Regions from separate parts of the Triticum aestivum genome. Here region 2 is linked to region 1. The links are chromatin contacts, called in public Hi-C maps. All regions are on one chromosome and are shown on one strand. Each heading gives the region's core, a stretch centred on a gene start, on an enhancer-like site or on the middle of the called end of the contact. The rest is flanking DNA. Distances are from core to core; before and after follow the strand shown. Region 1 holds the start of LOC123096126. Region 2 holds the start of LOC123096127.

Region 1 (7,766 bases), core at 2,271-4,770:
TGGCTAGGCGCCATTGTCAAAGTTGCTAGCCTAGCTTGCGGCTGTGATGAGGCTGTGGCTGCACTGCTACACATGATAATGGCATCTCTAACTGGCTTTGCTCCATTCCATTCCACACTTAGCAGTACGGGCGACTTCTACCTGTCGATTTGAGGTACCAGAGAGTATGGAATCCAGTGCAATTCCAGCTTAGGTTCATTTGCAGCTTCTCCTTTCGTTTTGGAAAGTTGAAGAACAAACATATCTCCAGAATGCCAGGGCTCAAAACTTGTGCACCAGAGGCTGCACAGACACCCACCGTAGGCAACAGAAGAGCGTCTACGGAACGGACAATAAACAAGTCTGAACCTCCAAACCATACTACTGCTCCTCAAGTGGACTTGAGAATATTACTAAAGACAAGAATTTGACCTTGGAGGATCGGCGTCTGAGTTGCAAGTTCCCAATAGGCGACGCTACTAAAGACAGTGGACTTGAGAATATTACTATCTCTTCACCTCAGACATTGGTCCCTTCTTCCCAGGAAGAACACACAGCCCCAAGAGTAAATATATCACAACTCCTCACAACAAGAAAGAAAGGAGTGCTCATTAATGCCAAGGGAAAGGTGGCAGCAGCACGGTGAGTGAAGCCTCGGTCTTCACTCTTCAGGGATGGAGCACACCGAAAGAAAAATAAAGGCTCACAAAGCTCATCAGTGCTGCTCAGGAGTACAGATTATAAAAGGGGTAAATCACCCTGTGTCATCAGGGTAACACGCTTTGACAGCGGCACCTGGGCCAGGGGTGGAATGGAAGGAGCACATGGGGGCCATGCTAATCATGGCAGTAAATGAATCATCACTACCCCCTCCAACACACTGACAGGCCAAAGTAAAATGCAAGCGGCCCAAAAAGGCACATTGATGCCACATTGCTGCCGTTCAACATCTCCAGGAAAAGCTGAAATCATTCCCGGGGGTGCGCTGTGGTGTGCAAAACAGGGACATCACAAGACGCTTCACTCATTAGATGTTTTGGATTACAAAGGAAACAAACAAGCTTCTGTTAATGAGTACAACAACCTTCATCTCAGGAAAAATAACAGAGATGCGAAGGAAGAACTATGGAAAAACCTACTAGAGGTACTAACAGCCGTTCAGAAGAGGTTACGCTTCTCTGACATGGTTAGCTTCACCAGGAACCATCACCAAGCACAGCAAACTGAACTGAGCAGCCAATTTGGATGTAATGCCACTGATCAATTAGTATTTGCTAAAGGGGAGCAAACAGCGCCACCACGATGACCTTTCTCAGGTAGAGTAGTTGGAATGGGGAACGCACCAAGTCTTCCACATGATACTGACAAAAAAGCCTGAAATAGCAAACAAGGTTACCTACTACCGCTCCCCCTTGAAGAGATTAGAAACGATTCTTCACACCATGTGAATGCCTCATGCTGCTTCCTTCCTGTACACAGAGGTCATTTGGAATTTCCAAAATCGAAATCCCCCGTCGACCTGTTTCTCTCCTACACTACTCATCAGTCAGTTGCAATGAAACGAAGCAAGTACCAATGGCCTGAAAATCAATTTCGATTTTCAGGTATGCGTTCCCCTCCATGCTAGCTCGCCACCATCCGTCTTCTCCAGCGCAGCAACTTTGGCACGGTGACCAGGGGGAGGACCAAACTTGTTCTTCTCACCACCATGAGGGAGCTCGACAGTCTCACTTACAGATCCAGACTTGATATCGGTGGGTGGGATGAAGCAATCCATGGACAGGCCAGGTACATTGAACGCAACCTCCTCGATGCTCCACGCCTCCTCCATCCGAGTCTTGGTGTGGCTCATGGCCACCTCGCCGAAGCGGAACAGGGTCACGGCCGAGCGCCCGGAGTGCGCAATCATGATGCCATCCACCGGCCGGTAGTCCTCGATGAATGAGTTGATGGTGGTCTCCCAGTAGACCGCATCCCCACCGGTTGTTGACTGAATCCGCGTCAGGTGTGAGTCCTCGATGTGGACGAGGAGGCCGGTCCTCTGGCTGAAGTACCCGAACATGACATGCCTGATGATCTCTGCGAGGCCCTCGGTGCGTGCCTTGAGGGTCTCCGGGTCAGTGCACAGCTTCAGGATGAAGCAATCCTCCCCGTTCACCTTCCTCTCCCCGATGCACCGTGCGCCGGCAAACATGCTTGCTGCAGTCAGTGGATCCAAGCCCTATAGAAAGACATTGATCGAAACATTTGAGTAAAAGTGCCAAGATGTTTCCATGGCTGTATGGGCACATACAATGGCATATACTAGGCGTGGGCTGGGCAGTGCAATTATACCTGCAGAGCACGGCGGAGGGGGCGGACCGGGCCTTTGGCGGAATGGGAGCCGAGCCACGGGGTGTGGCGCCACACAAGCTTGCCATTGCAGCCGGCATGCACCTTGCTCCCACCGACAGCCAGCTCGATGTACCACTTCTCAGGAGCCATCTGCCACAGCACGAAGCGGCCCGGCTCGGCGCAGCGAGCCGCATTGCGGTTCTTGACCAGGCGGCCGGCGTTCTCAAACTCAGTGGCCACCATGCGCACCTTGCCCATGGCGTAGGAGTTGCGCACGGAGGCGAGGAGCTTGTGCCCACCGGAGGCCGCCAGGTACTGCTGCAGAATGTACTGCGCCGACGAGGTCTCCTGTGTAAACAAAAAGCTCGTAACAGTAAATAACCATGTTTACTACTGGACATATATGATTTTCTCCCTGAATCAAACAGCTTGGTGACGAAATTTCGCACATCTTTATCGTAAGGAACAAACAGCATCGCTAGACAACAAATGCAGCAGACATCAGTGAAGAAGATAAGGAGCATTTTTTTACAGCACTGTAATTACGAGTAAATACTACGTTTTTACAGTATGCAGGACCATGAATTGAAGAATTAGCAGAGCGCAGACGCAGACATTTGAGAAGAGATTTGACTGGAGCATTTCGTCGAACACGCGACGCGGCTCGACCAAATCTAGAGCTAGGAAAGGCGGGAAAGACACCAAGACGGCGGCATGAAGAAGAAGAGGAAGGAGAAGAAGCGCTTACGATGGGGGTGTCCTTAATGCTGAGGTGCGGGAGCGGCTCGGCGGCGCAGACGTGCACGGGCGCGAGCGGCGCGCCCATGACGCCGAGGAGGAGGCGGAGGTCGTTGCGGGCGGCGCCGGCGCCGGCCGCCGCGGCGGCGACGGAGGACGGCGTGCGCGCGAGCTGGCCGCGCACCCAGCGGCCCCAGCCCTCCCTCCTGGCGCCGGCGCCGACGCCGTCGCCGGACTCCGGATCGGGCCCCTCCATGAGCGGCGCCAGCATCTCTCCACCCCCCACCGGGCCGGAGAACCTGAGCGCGGCGGCGTCGAGGTCGGCCGACTCGGACCTCCGGCGCGCCCTCGCCGGCGACAGCCCGCGCGCCACCTCCTGCTTGAGCGCCGCGAAGAAGCCCTGCGTCCTCTCCATGGACAGTGAGCGTGGGCTGTGGTCTGCTGTGTGTGCTGCTGCTGCCGGGGGTGTGTGCGTGGTGGTTTGCGAATTTATACGGAGGTGTGGGGCCGGCTGGCAGGGGAAATGGTGGGGCCCGCTGGCAGGGGACGGAATGCAAGCTGGACCGACCGGTCCGTGCCCCCGGCCGGGCCACGGTGGCGGTGAGTCGTGACGCTCCGGCGCCGGCGGCTCCGGCCCGGTTCACATTTAGTAGTGGCGTGACGACCGGACGGGCATACATACGGCCATACGGGGACGGATGGGCGCTGCGTGCGTGCTCCTCGCCGGCCGCCCGCCGAGCTCAGTTAAAGCGGCGTCAGTTTCTGACTTTCTGTTCGTTTGTTTGCTGCTCTTCCGTTCCGTGCGCGGTGCGGATCCGTCCGGAGCTGCATCGCTGTGGCGACGGACGGACGACGGCGTCCATGTCACTCGGCTTGTCGCCCTTCGTGTTCTCGCTTTGGACGCTTGCGGGTCGAGTCTGTTTCAGTTTCGGAGGAGCTCGTGAGCCACAGCTGTGCGGACGTTGGAGGCATCTACCTATGCTATGCCGTGCAATGTGCGTGCTGGCCAACAGAGACGGTGGAGGAAGCGGTCCGGGCACGCTCTCGACCGCTTCTTGGGAGAAACATGCCTGAATCCATCATATATTGGGAGATGCCAATGCTAGGCCAACTCCAGCGCATGACCCCAAACGGACGTCTATTTGGCCAGAATTCTGTCTGTTTGGGAAGGACAATGAGATCGTGTCCGGGCCATTTCTACAATGCGGTGGCCGTGCGCCCAACGCGCGGACGCATTCCAGCCGCATCTTATCCGCCTCCTTTTTCAAACGCCAATTTTTGAATAAACCACGCCCTAGTTCATGCCAGCGGCTCTAATTCATGCCGGAAACACAGCCCACCTACATGTCCACGCCAACAACACAGCCAGTGGCCGGCAACATAGCCAACCTACAAAATGAATAGTTTTGTCGCCGGCAACACAGCCAGCCCCCAAAATGAATAGGTTTATCGCCGGCACACAGCCAGCGGCCGGCACCCAGCCTCCAAAAATAACGGCCACGGCCGAACAGACCACCTAGTTCAGGCCGTCGGCATCGAACATCTCCTTCTGCCTGGCCTCGAACCAGCTCCTCGTCTTCTCGCTCATCTTGGTCAAGTCCACGCTCATGATCGCTAGGCCACCTCATTTGCTTTGGTTGCGGCATTGGTGGCCTCGATGTCGAACTGCCTCTGCCTGGTCGTGACATTGGTGGCCTCGATGTCGAGCTGCCTTTGCCGAGACGCCTCCTCCATGTCGATCTTCCTCTTCTTGGCTGCCTCCTCCATCTCAAGCTTCTTCCTTTGAAGCTCTAGGTATTGCTTCATTTGCTCGTCCTTACTTTGTCGATTTTTCTCGTCCCTCACATCCTTTTGAGACATCATACCGTGCAAAGTCTCATGCAAGGCCATGGGTGACGCATCATGTATGTCGTCAATCTTGGAGTTGGTCTTGCCCCTCAGCCTCTTCAACGCCTCACCATCTCCACCTCCGGCCAACGCGGCCGTCTTCTTGCCTCTCTTTCTTTGAAGCTCACGGTATTAATCTTTGAACTTAGGACAATCGTTGATGAGCGTCCAACAATGCGTAAGAGTGAATGACTTGTCATTGTGCCGGGCCTTAAATGCTTCCAAATATTGAAATGCCTACACCACACGATCAACAACAATTGAACATGCAAACATATAGAAGGCCGAAGTCTCATGGCCGTAGCAACGAAAGATAAGAGAGCATACCATGTCCCCAATGCCGAGACCACTCACGGGACGTGCTTCAACGCTCTCAAGTGCGGCACAATACTTGTTGCATTCTTGTTGGATGAATAACCACCTCTTTTGAATCGAGGTGATGCGACGGTCGCTCGCAAATTGGTCGGGCGCAAACAACTTTCTTTCATGGAATGTTTTGTGAACTCTTGTCCAAAAAACAAGTCCCTTTTGTTGCGCACCGGTCCTCGGATCTTGTCCAACCTCCATCCAACTTTGGCAAATCAACTTGTCCTCCTCTTGTGAGTATGATCTCATATGAATGCTCTTCTTCCTCTTTTGTGCTTCCGCTCTTTGGGTGAGCTCGTCGATAAACAATGGCTCGCCCCCAATATCAAGGCCTTCCTCTTCTTCATCACCATCACCTTCGCAATAGATGTCATCATCTTCATGCCACGAGTCAGCATGGTCGTAGTCAGCATGGTCGTGGGCCTCATTGTCTTCATCGGCAACGTACTGGGCAGGGCCATCCTGACTTTGGGTCTCGTCAGGATCGTAGGCGCCACCATGCCCACCTTCGTAGATGACATTCTCCGTGAACTGGTTGTAGAAGGGGTCGTTGACCGTTGGCGTTGGAGTTGGCATTTCGTCGAACAGGACGCGGGGCGACGGTATGGTGCCTGTAGACGGCGGTCGTGCTTGCTCTCTTTGCATCTCGACGGCCGGCCGGCCGCCGCTGCTGGACCCCGACGTGACGTTAAGGTCGGTGACGGCCGAGGGGCGCGGGGTGGACGGCGCGATCACGCCAACGTTCGGCGACCCCGAAAAACGGGTCTGGCCTTCGTGCTTTGGCGGAGGAAAACCGGGCGACAAAGGCGTCGTCCGCGACGTCGGCAAGGGGCAGTGCGCAGGCCTGGCGACCGACGTGTCTGTGCTCGCCGGGTCGACGGGCGTTGCAGAGAAACCCGTCGGACGGCAAATCCCAAGCATGAGGAGGGTGTGCGCTTTGTTGACGATGTCCTCCTTCTCGTTGACCTCGGCCTTGCACCGCGCGGCCTCCAACGCATCGTGCTCGGCGGCGAACTTGGCCGCCGCGTTCTTGCCCTTGACGACCACCCTCCGGTTCCTCCTCTTCACCGATTCCGCGTCCATCTTTGTGAGCTCCGCCGGCGTGCATTCCGACTGCGGCTTTCTCGGACCCTTGGCCGCCTTCTTCTTCACCTTTCTGGGTGGGTCGACGGCCGGACCGCCGGAATTCGGCGGGGCGTCGGGCATGGACGGGGAGGGTGGTGGACAGGACGTGGGAGGGTTTGGGGGGAAATGGCGTGAAATGGGGCGTGGGGGTGTTGCTTTGTGCCACCGACGGGCGGGCCATAGGAGGACAAGCGCGCGCGTCCCGCCCGTCCACGCGCTGTCCGTTTCACCCCAAAAGCGGCCCAAACTTGGGCCGGAGATGGGTTGAAAGCGGACATAAAAGGGACAAAAGTCCGTTTGCGCCCGCACGCTGGGCCGTCTGGTTTATCCGTTATGCCGTAAACGGACACACCCGGACAGGATGGGCTCGCGTGCTGGAGTTGGCATTAGAGATTTTGCTTGTGGTTCCATACATAAGATAGCAGAGCGAGTGGGGTGTTCCGAGGCAGGCTCGTGGTTAACTGAAAATATATTTTTTTGCTGTTTAAATTAGTCGCTTTTGTTGTTGTTGGTGGTGAGGGTGGATGGTAATCGCACGAATGATGATGTAGGGTCATACGTATAGCAGGGTCGCAATCTTGGATCTACTCTACTCGGCTTAGGTTAGGTGGGAGTGGACAAGGAGACGACCCCGTCGCAAAAGACGAGCAGTATTACGCCCTGATTTGACTGCTCTGTTTCGTCTCACTTGTTCACATTCACAATGCATATTTTACACTTGCTACCCGGCATAGGACAGTGTTCCTTCAGTAAACAACCAGTACTGTATTAGCTTAATGGTTGACGGTAAGTTAACTAGGGTAGTAATAATCTGCAGCTATGTATGTATGTACCCAAGGCATTCACTCATGACAGATGGACAGTCCCTCTCAGCTAACCATGTGAGCAGTAGACAGCCATGTATACGCATGCAGGTTTTGGTCTCCCTCGCACATTAACTGATGAAAACAACTGCCCCTAGACCTGTCGCCTGTGGATGGTATTTATTTTGTTGTTTAATACTCATGTACGAAGGTAGTACTCCAGGATTAGACTAGTCTGCATGCATGGAGCTGAGCATAATTAGGGCAGCATGCATGGCGACGCCACCCACATCCCACAGCATGCACCACCGCAAAGTGCAAACAACCAAACAGGCCGGACCAAATCATGCTGATGGCTATGCCTACGCACCACTAATAAGCAAGCAAGCAAGCGCGGCCTACGTAAGGTAGTAATGATAATCAATTAGTAGTAGAGTAGTAAGCAATGAGCCAATACTATCATTGCTCCCTCTCTCTTTCGATCGTGCAGCACCAACCGCATTGGCTCTGCTTCATTTTTTCCTTTCCATTTTC
Region 2 (7,766 bases), core at 2,360-4,859, 210 kb after region 1:
ATGTCATATATCGATGTGATAAATGTTTTTCCATCTCTGCAACTGCATACTGACTCAGAGTTCTGAATAAAAAGAAATCACAAACTGAAACTAACTTAATCAGATTTCAGTTTTTGCAACTGATTCTACACACTGAAACTAATCTGTTCAAATTTCAAGTTTTGCTGCGACTCGCTACTGAACACTTTTTTTTACAGCACATGGACGTTCTCATCATATAGATTTGGAGTCAGCCGCAGATTTCTGGGAGGTCATCTCAAGAATATCTCAAAATCAACAAATCTCCAGAATATCTCAAACATCTTTGGCAACTGGCATCGAGCAGTACATCTCAACAGCACATGAAAGGGCGACCATAACTCACCAGTCCAATGCGGTGATGACAACGCCGGCCCAAATGGGAAGGAATCCGCGGCTGAGGATCTTGATGGCAATGGCGCTCCCGATGACCTCCTGGATGTCGGCGCTGACCATGGAGACCTCGGCCATGAGCCAGAGCGCGCGGCGCACCCAGTCCGGGTACTCGTCGCGGCAGAGCTCGGCAAGGTTCTTCCCGGTGGCCACCCCGAGGCGCGCGGCGAGCAGCTGGATGAGCAGCCCCATGGCCGTGGCCCAGAGAAGCAGCCAGAGCAGCGTGTCGCCGGCGGTGGCGCCGGCCTGGAGGTCGCCCTCGAGGTTGCCCGGGTCGAGGAAGGCGATGCTCATCAGGAACCCGGGCCCCGTGAAGAGCCAGAGCTTGCGCCACGAGAAGGGCGGCGCGCGGCCGGTGGCGGAGAAGAGGTCCTCCTCGTCGGCGTCGGGGTCGGTGGCGATGGACACGACGATCTTCTCGGCCGGCTCGAAGGCGCACTGCTCGGGGTCCTCGTCGGAGGAGGAGGACGCGCGGAGCAGCGCGTGCGCCTCGACGTCGGGGCCGGCGCCCGCGGCTGGGTCCCCGTCGGCGGCCATGGGACAACAGGCGGTGAAGCTGCGTCGCGCGAAACCGAGCGCCGGCCGGCGTTCTTTGCCGGATGTTTCGGGGGCTCCTATGGCTGGGGAATGCCCGTGGTTAAACCATATGATCCTCGTTGCTCAAAAGTCAAAACTAAATATACACCCCGGAAATCCACGAGGTCGAAACATTTTGGCTGGTGTGCCCTCGCATGCCTGCATGCCTGCATGCGGCGTACATGAACCGTACAGGCGAAAAAGTTCGCTCTTTGACCTGGGTGTTCGATGCACGCAGCTGCTCTAGCAAGCGCGTGTGGAATGAGCGATCATAATTTAAGTGCTTTACATGCAGTCCTACCTGGCGGGTTAGGATTGGATTGTAGAGCATCTACAGCCGCAGAGGAGAAATATGACCCCTCAAACGCCCGGGCACTCCTCAAACAGCCTCGTCTACATCCGTGTATTTCATATCCGATCCCCTATATCCCATATTAAACCATGCTACGTCAATCAGCAAACGGACACAGACAAGCACAATACTTTCACCAAAAGATCAGATGTTCAAACGACCACCAAAGGTCAAACGACGGACAACTTGAAACTATGTCTAAAACTTGAAAATAAATTGAAACAAAGCGATCTCCACCATTTCCGGGCCGGCCCCTTCCCCTTCCGGTCGCCCGCGCAGTTGTAGCCATCGGCGGCTGGTGGAGGATCGTGAGGAGCCGTCAACGTCGTCGAAAGAGGAGGAGACGATGATGAGGCCCTTGAGGCGCCGGACGGCCCGGTCCTGCTGCCGCTTCAGCCTGGCCAGCCGAGCCGCCTCCATCGCCTTCTCCTTGACCTCGCGCTCGGACTACTCGATAGCTAGCCGGAGAGCCTTCACATTCTTCCGACGGAGCCCGAGCGTCTGTCTCCGTCGTCGTAAGCGACCGGCGGTAGACCCACACGAGGAGCCGCTCGTCCTCGCCGGGCTCTGTGGGTAACCCGTGGCACCGATGGACAGAGCTCTCTGCTGCGTCCCTCTCCCTTGCCCGCTGCCTCTCGCGGCAGGCAGCGGGCGCCCCTAACTCCGGCGTGCGTGTCCGGGCCGACGCTGCGGCGACGGGCACAAGCACCCACCGCTACCCGCGCGTGTGTGTGGGGGGGGGGGCAGCAGGCGGCGGGGCAAGGGGACGGCGTGGGGGAGGTGCGGACTGTGCAACCCGCGCGGAGCCAAGCGCGGACCTGGAGGAGCCAGCATCGGCTTCCTCGCTGCAGCGGCGGGAGAGAGGCGAGGCCGATCCGGAACTGCCACCCGTGTCCACCTTGGACCTCTCGAGGGCAATGCGGAGGGCTAGATCCTCGTCGGAGTTGGAGGAGGAGCGACTGCCGATGCACGACATGGTGGCCGTAGTCACCGGAGTTGTCGGAGTGGATCGAATCGGATAAATCGAAGGGAAGAAGAAGAGATAGATCGAGAGTGGAGTGAGTTAGGGTTTCCGGATTGAGGATATTTATGGGGACAAAGTAGAGTAGGGGTGGGCAGGACCGACATGGCGGGCATGCCCGGGCGCGGTCATCGAAGCGCGCAGGGAGTACATCCCAATTATTCCGAGCACAACTTGTTCAGTTTACCATTCTACGCACTCTAATCTAAAGTAAGGTTCTTGTTCTTTTTTTTTTGGGGGAAAGATTTTTGTTCTCCTTGAGGTTGCTTGTTTTAACTGTGGACAGTGAGGCAATTAAGCTCACCAACACATTGTCCATATTATAATTATAGGAAAGATGGTAATCGATCCAAGTTTCGACTTTCAAGTTGTAACATGGAAAGATGATAACTGCATGTGATAGAGAAATGTCTAACAGCTCCCGGGTGCTCCTACACCCTCATGAACAGTGAATTCATATAAAATTGAAAAAAACAAAAAAATCTGACACTTTCAGGGATCAAAAATTATCAAAGGTTTGATGTTCCTGCAAAGTTTCAACGATAAATAACCTCCGTGGAGCCCTCACAAAAAAAACAAAATCACTGCTCAAAAATGTACATAAACTTTGGACAATGATTTTGTTTTTTATTTGAGTACTCTTCGAATGTTATTTTTAGCTAAAACTTTGCAAGATCATCAAAAAAATTATGAACGATGTCCCAAAGTTTCAGACTTTTTTGATTTGTTTTGAATTTACTGTTCATAGAGAGTGTAGGGGCACCCGGGTGCTGAAAATCCTATCTCCATCTGATACTGGTATATAGCAAGGAGATCAAACCATGAAGTTACTCCATCGATAAATATGTCTCGGAGTGAGAGTTGGTGAAACTGAATTGCTTCACCGAGATGCAGCACCTGCCACGAACAAATTTACGCACAAGAGCCGAAGCAACACGGTCCAAATATAGCTAGCATTCTTCTATCCTGGGAGTTTTTAGAGAAGGCCGCACCGAGAACGGCGATGGAGAGGACGGGCGCGTGCGCTCCTGCTACGTGGACCAATTGAGCAAGAGCGCAGTGGTGGGCCTCTTCGGGTGGACGTTCACATGCAGTTGAGCGTACTGTTGATACATACGGATCGGGCGTGTACGGTGCGCGGTAGCGGCAGGACATGGGAAATGTACTGTTGGTAGGAGTACATGTCATGACGCGCGGTACACATGACAGAGATAAATAAATGCCAGCGCGGACCAACCATAAGTCCCGATCCCCACCCTCCCACCCCCGCCCCCTCATTTCGAGTGATCCGCGGCGCCGTCAACAAAGACGACAGCTCATGGCGACGGCGGAGGAGGGCGGCAATGGACTGGAGTTCCTATCAGATCCGGTGGACAGGTATTGTTGCTAGTTCATCTTCTGCTAAGTACTAACGCCGAATCTCTTTGCGGGAACCAACTTACGGATACCTGGGTGTTCTCGCAGGTTCCCCTTGCCGGATCTTGCATCCAGCGATTTGACGCCCACCGGTGAGCCAGATACTGGTCTCACCCAATCAGCTGCTGAATCGAGTATGGGATATGTTGGCGACTTGCCGCTTACAATCCAATTGCCCATGAACAACGGCTGCGAAGAACTGAGCTTGTCGGCGGCCGATTCACAGCAATCAACAGGAAAGGATGACCCTCAAGCCCCCGGGTGGACAAAAAGGTACCCTCTTTTCCTCTTGTTGCTCAACTCTGAAACTAGAGCGCTAAAACATGTCTGAAAATTATAGAACTCTAAAAGTAAAGCTGTACTTCCATGTTGCTCGCTTATCAACAGTGAGATGCTGATGAGAAAGAAGGCAAACGTCAGTTTGTCTTTGCTTATGCTCAGCTCTGAAGCTAGTATGCTAAAACATGTCTGGATAAGTTAAATCTCTGACTGTAAAGCTGTACTCCCATGTTGCTCACCTATGAACATTGCATTCTTCAGGGAAAAGAAGGCAACCGTTAACAGTTAGAAATAATTCATTCTTACTGATGCAAGGTTTGTATTGGGCGAGCCCCTATCGAGCATGCACCTTGTGCTGGAAGAGTATGTGCCCTTCAAAAAACCTTAAGAGGATACGCAGAGAAGAAAACTGATACCGTATGAAGCAGGACAATACAGAGTAGAAGTTGAAAAAGGTTCAAAATATTATGTACACCGGTACCACCCAGAGAGACATGACAAGTGGTGCAGAGTAGTGTACATAGTGCACGTTCTTGCTGAGGGTGAAGAACTCTCATGGGAATGTGGTAACTTCGAGCTCACAGGATTGCTATGCTGCCATTCAGTTAAGGTACATTAGCTGTCAGCCTCACTTGAGAAACCTATATATGCTGAACAAATAAAAATTGTATTGCAGGTTCTTGATTTCTTGGGTATAGAGAAAATTCCATGAAAGCATATCCTCAAAAGGTGGACAAAAGATGCAAGAGATATCCTTCCAGCTCACTTGGCACACCTGCAAGATTTCAGCTAACTTCATAACGTTCAGACATTCAAATCTGTATACACATGCTTTAGAGGTTGTAAAGCTTGGTGATGCAAATCCAATTGCATATAATTGCGCAATGGAACTTCTTAGGGCAGCAATGGATAAACTGACCCCTTTAGCTTCTGAGCATGATGGTCTGGGTTTGGAACACAGAACTGAATTCAAGAGGGCAAAAGTTACAGAATTAAGTCTCTTGCAAGGACCAGAAAATGGATGCATGAGCGACGATGAAGGTAGCGCCGTCGGAAATTACATTGGATTATCAGCTCCAGAACGCAAACGCAAAGCCGGTCGACCAACGAACGCAGAGACAAGCCTCCATATGATGACCGGTCTGCAAAGAGCAAAAAAGTTAAGGTTGCATCACAACTTGATACAGTTATCGGATGCAGTACAAGCAAGCCAACACGATTCTGCACTATATGTTGTGGCCCTGGTCATAAGAGCACGACGTGTCCACAAAGAGGGGACACCCCTCAAAAGAAAAGGAAAGAAGCGAAATGCTCAATCTGCGGAGTGGGAGGGCATCGAAAGAACACCTGTAGCAATCCTAAGATTGTGGTACATGTTGCCGAGCAACCAGCTCATTATCCTGCTATCGAAGCATCTTTCCCCTGCATCCTGACTGCTCACTGCCAGCCTCCTTATATACATTATGTATTGTCAGATTAGTAATATGTATTTGTCTGAACCTTGAGCTGTCTGGATGTGTTGTTTAAAACTAATTTCATGCTGCTATAACAAATATCTCATATTAATGTCCGTGTGCTACTGATGACATATTCATCTACTATCCATTAGACAGACATATATCTCCACTTATATCTCCTGTCTCCGTGTTAATTTTTCCTGAAATGTGGAACAATGATTCATCTATGCAAGCAGCAAGCATTTCAAGTATCGCTGGATTTTCCCTATTTCTCCCTTTTATTATGAATGATCACTGCTAGTGCGCTGAGCTAAATTATGTACTGTATTTGTCTGATGCCCTGAATTATGTGGATGTATTGTTCAAAGCTAGGTTTCATGCTGCTGTAACAAAGATTTCATAGTAATATTTGTGTGCTAATGATGACATATTCGGCTATCATTCCTTAGAGTCACTTATTTCTCTTATTTTCCCAAATATTGTTTCTTGAAAATTTTACTAAAATCACACGCGAATTTTCCTCTATAAATGCTATGCTTGACAAACAAGACGGCACCGACAGCACAATGTGCACACTCTTCTCAGCCATGGGCGTGGCCGCAGCACTGTACACACCTAGTTTAATTTTTTTTAATCCTTTTCGAGCGCCCGCCCAGCACATAACTGATCCCCCGTCACAGGCAAACGCCCGTCAAAGCCCACCTCCGCTATGTACGTATGCCAATTCGTACCTCCCCGTATGCCCTCCATGTACCACCAAAAAACATATAATAAAGCATGGAGCCCGCATCCCCATAGCACGTTCGATGGTTGGAGTGCAGAAATCACATATTTGACCTGAGTGCGAAATCCAATCACAAACTGACCTGCTTTCGAAAAAAATTCACTCGGCTGACCCTTTCGTGTGGCGCCCGACAGCTAGGCGCCGCACACTACCATGCAGCGCCTCTGCCTTAGGCGTCGCACCTCCTGCCAGCGTGGCAGCCCTGGTCCAGTTGCGGCCCCACAGACAGCACTGCAACGCCTAAGGCTTAGGCGCCACACTGTGTAAAGTGCAACGCCTATCGCTTGGGCGCTGCACATTGACTTAAGCCGCATCGGGCCAGCCCCTCCCAGCAGTTCTTCCCAGAGGAAGTTGCTCTGTTTAGAGAGAGCGTCGGCGGCGGCGGCCCCTTCGCATCCCCCCCCCCCCCCACACACCCCTCTCAGATCTGAAGTTTTGAGGCCCGGATTCGATCTCCAATCCCTCCTACTAGGTAAACTCCTCCGTTCCCTTTCTTTTCCTCCGTAAATGCGTTGCAATTTTAGGGATTTCCCAAGATTAGGTGGAACCTTTGATTTGCTTGGTTTGGATCTTTGTTTGCCCAAGATTAGGTGGAACCTTTGATCCCCCCCCCCCCACACACACACTATATGATTCTTGTTAGTGAAACCTAGATTGTAAATTTTTTAGATATATATGAGATGCCTAGTTTTGTAGATAATTATGAGATGTTGAGTTTTGTAGCTATATGTGAGATGTTGAGTTTTTTTAGATATATATGAAATGTTTAGTTTATTTGAAATATGAGATGTTGATTTACTTGAACACATATGACATACTAGATATATATGATAATTTACAATCATTTATTCATTGTGTGAGAAGGAGATGTTGAGATTCTTGTAGATGAATACATATGAGATGTTTAGATGAACACATATGAAATGTTGAGTGTTTACCAATATTTGAGATGAACTCATATATGTTTATTGTTTGAAATTTGTAAGGATGGTTTGGCTTCTCGACGATGTCTACGACACGAAACACCGGGCCTACATGATGCACGAGAAGGAGATGGTAATAACGAGTAATCTAAATATTTTGCAAATTTGCCTTAAGTTGAAATTTACATGCCCTAAGATTTGTCATTACTTTTTTTTGCAGAAGCTTGAACCTTTGAAGATTCGGTATCACGGGGTCTCTGGTCCTGCCATGCCTTACGATGAGCGGTACACACCGTACATCAAGCAGGCAGGACTACTCCCGTGGATTCAGTTGGTCAGCCGGTCCACGCCGAATCTGAATGCTCCACTGGTGTCCGCTCTTGCTGATCGATGGAGGCCGGAGACGCATAGTTTCCATCTTCGGACTGGGAAGATGACCTTGACGCTCGAGGATGTCTCGTTGATCACCGGTCTTGCTATCGACGGGATGCCTCTCTGTTGGTGCCCATCGTTTGTGGTTCCTCCAGGCTCTTTCACTTCATACTTC

Evidence for each region. A called contact is a pair of places that touch in the nucleus more often than the background predicts.
Region 2: a Hi-C map of leaf shows a contact between it and region 1, with 3 times the contacts expected there. The contact joins the promoter of LOC123096127 here to the promoter of LOC123096126 in region 1. A contact is called at or near these places in 2 of 5 Hi-C or Micro-C datasets (both in leaf) and 1 of 1 datasets of contacts at active chromatin or transcription factors (leaf).

The regions. Positions count from the first base shown.
Region 1 is chr4D:51,284,457-51,292,222 of IWGSC CS RefSeq v2.1, forward strand. LOC123096126 reads right to left here and starts at 3,521. Exons shown (of 3, transcript XM_044517750.1): 1 at 3,062-3,521; 2 at 2,314-2,661; 3 at 973-2,200. The coding sequence starts at 3,466. The coding sequence ends at 1,580.
Region 2 is chr4D:51,490,203-51,497,968 of IWGSC CS RefSeq v2.1, forward strand. LOC123096127 reads left to right here and starts at 3,610. Exons shown (of 4, transcript XR_006446471.1): 1 at 3,610-3,737; 2 at 3,825-4,049; 3 at 4,317-4,665; 4 at 4,732-5,621. It overlaps LOC123099580 (metal transporter Nramp6), which reads right to left and starts at 1,061. Exons shown (of 4, transcript XM_044521712.1): 1 at 365-1,061. The coding sequence starts at 948.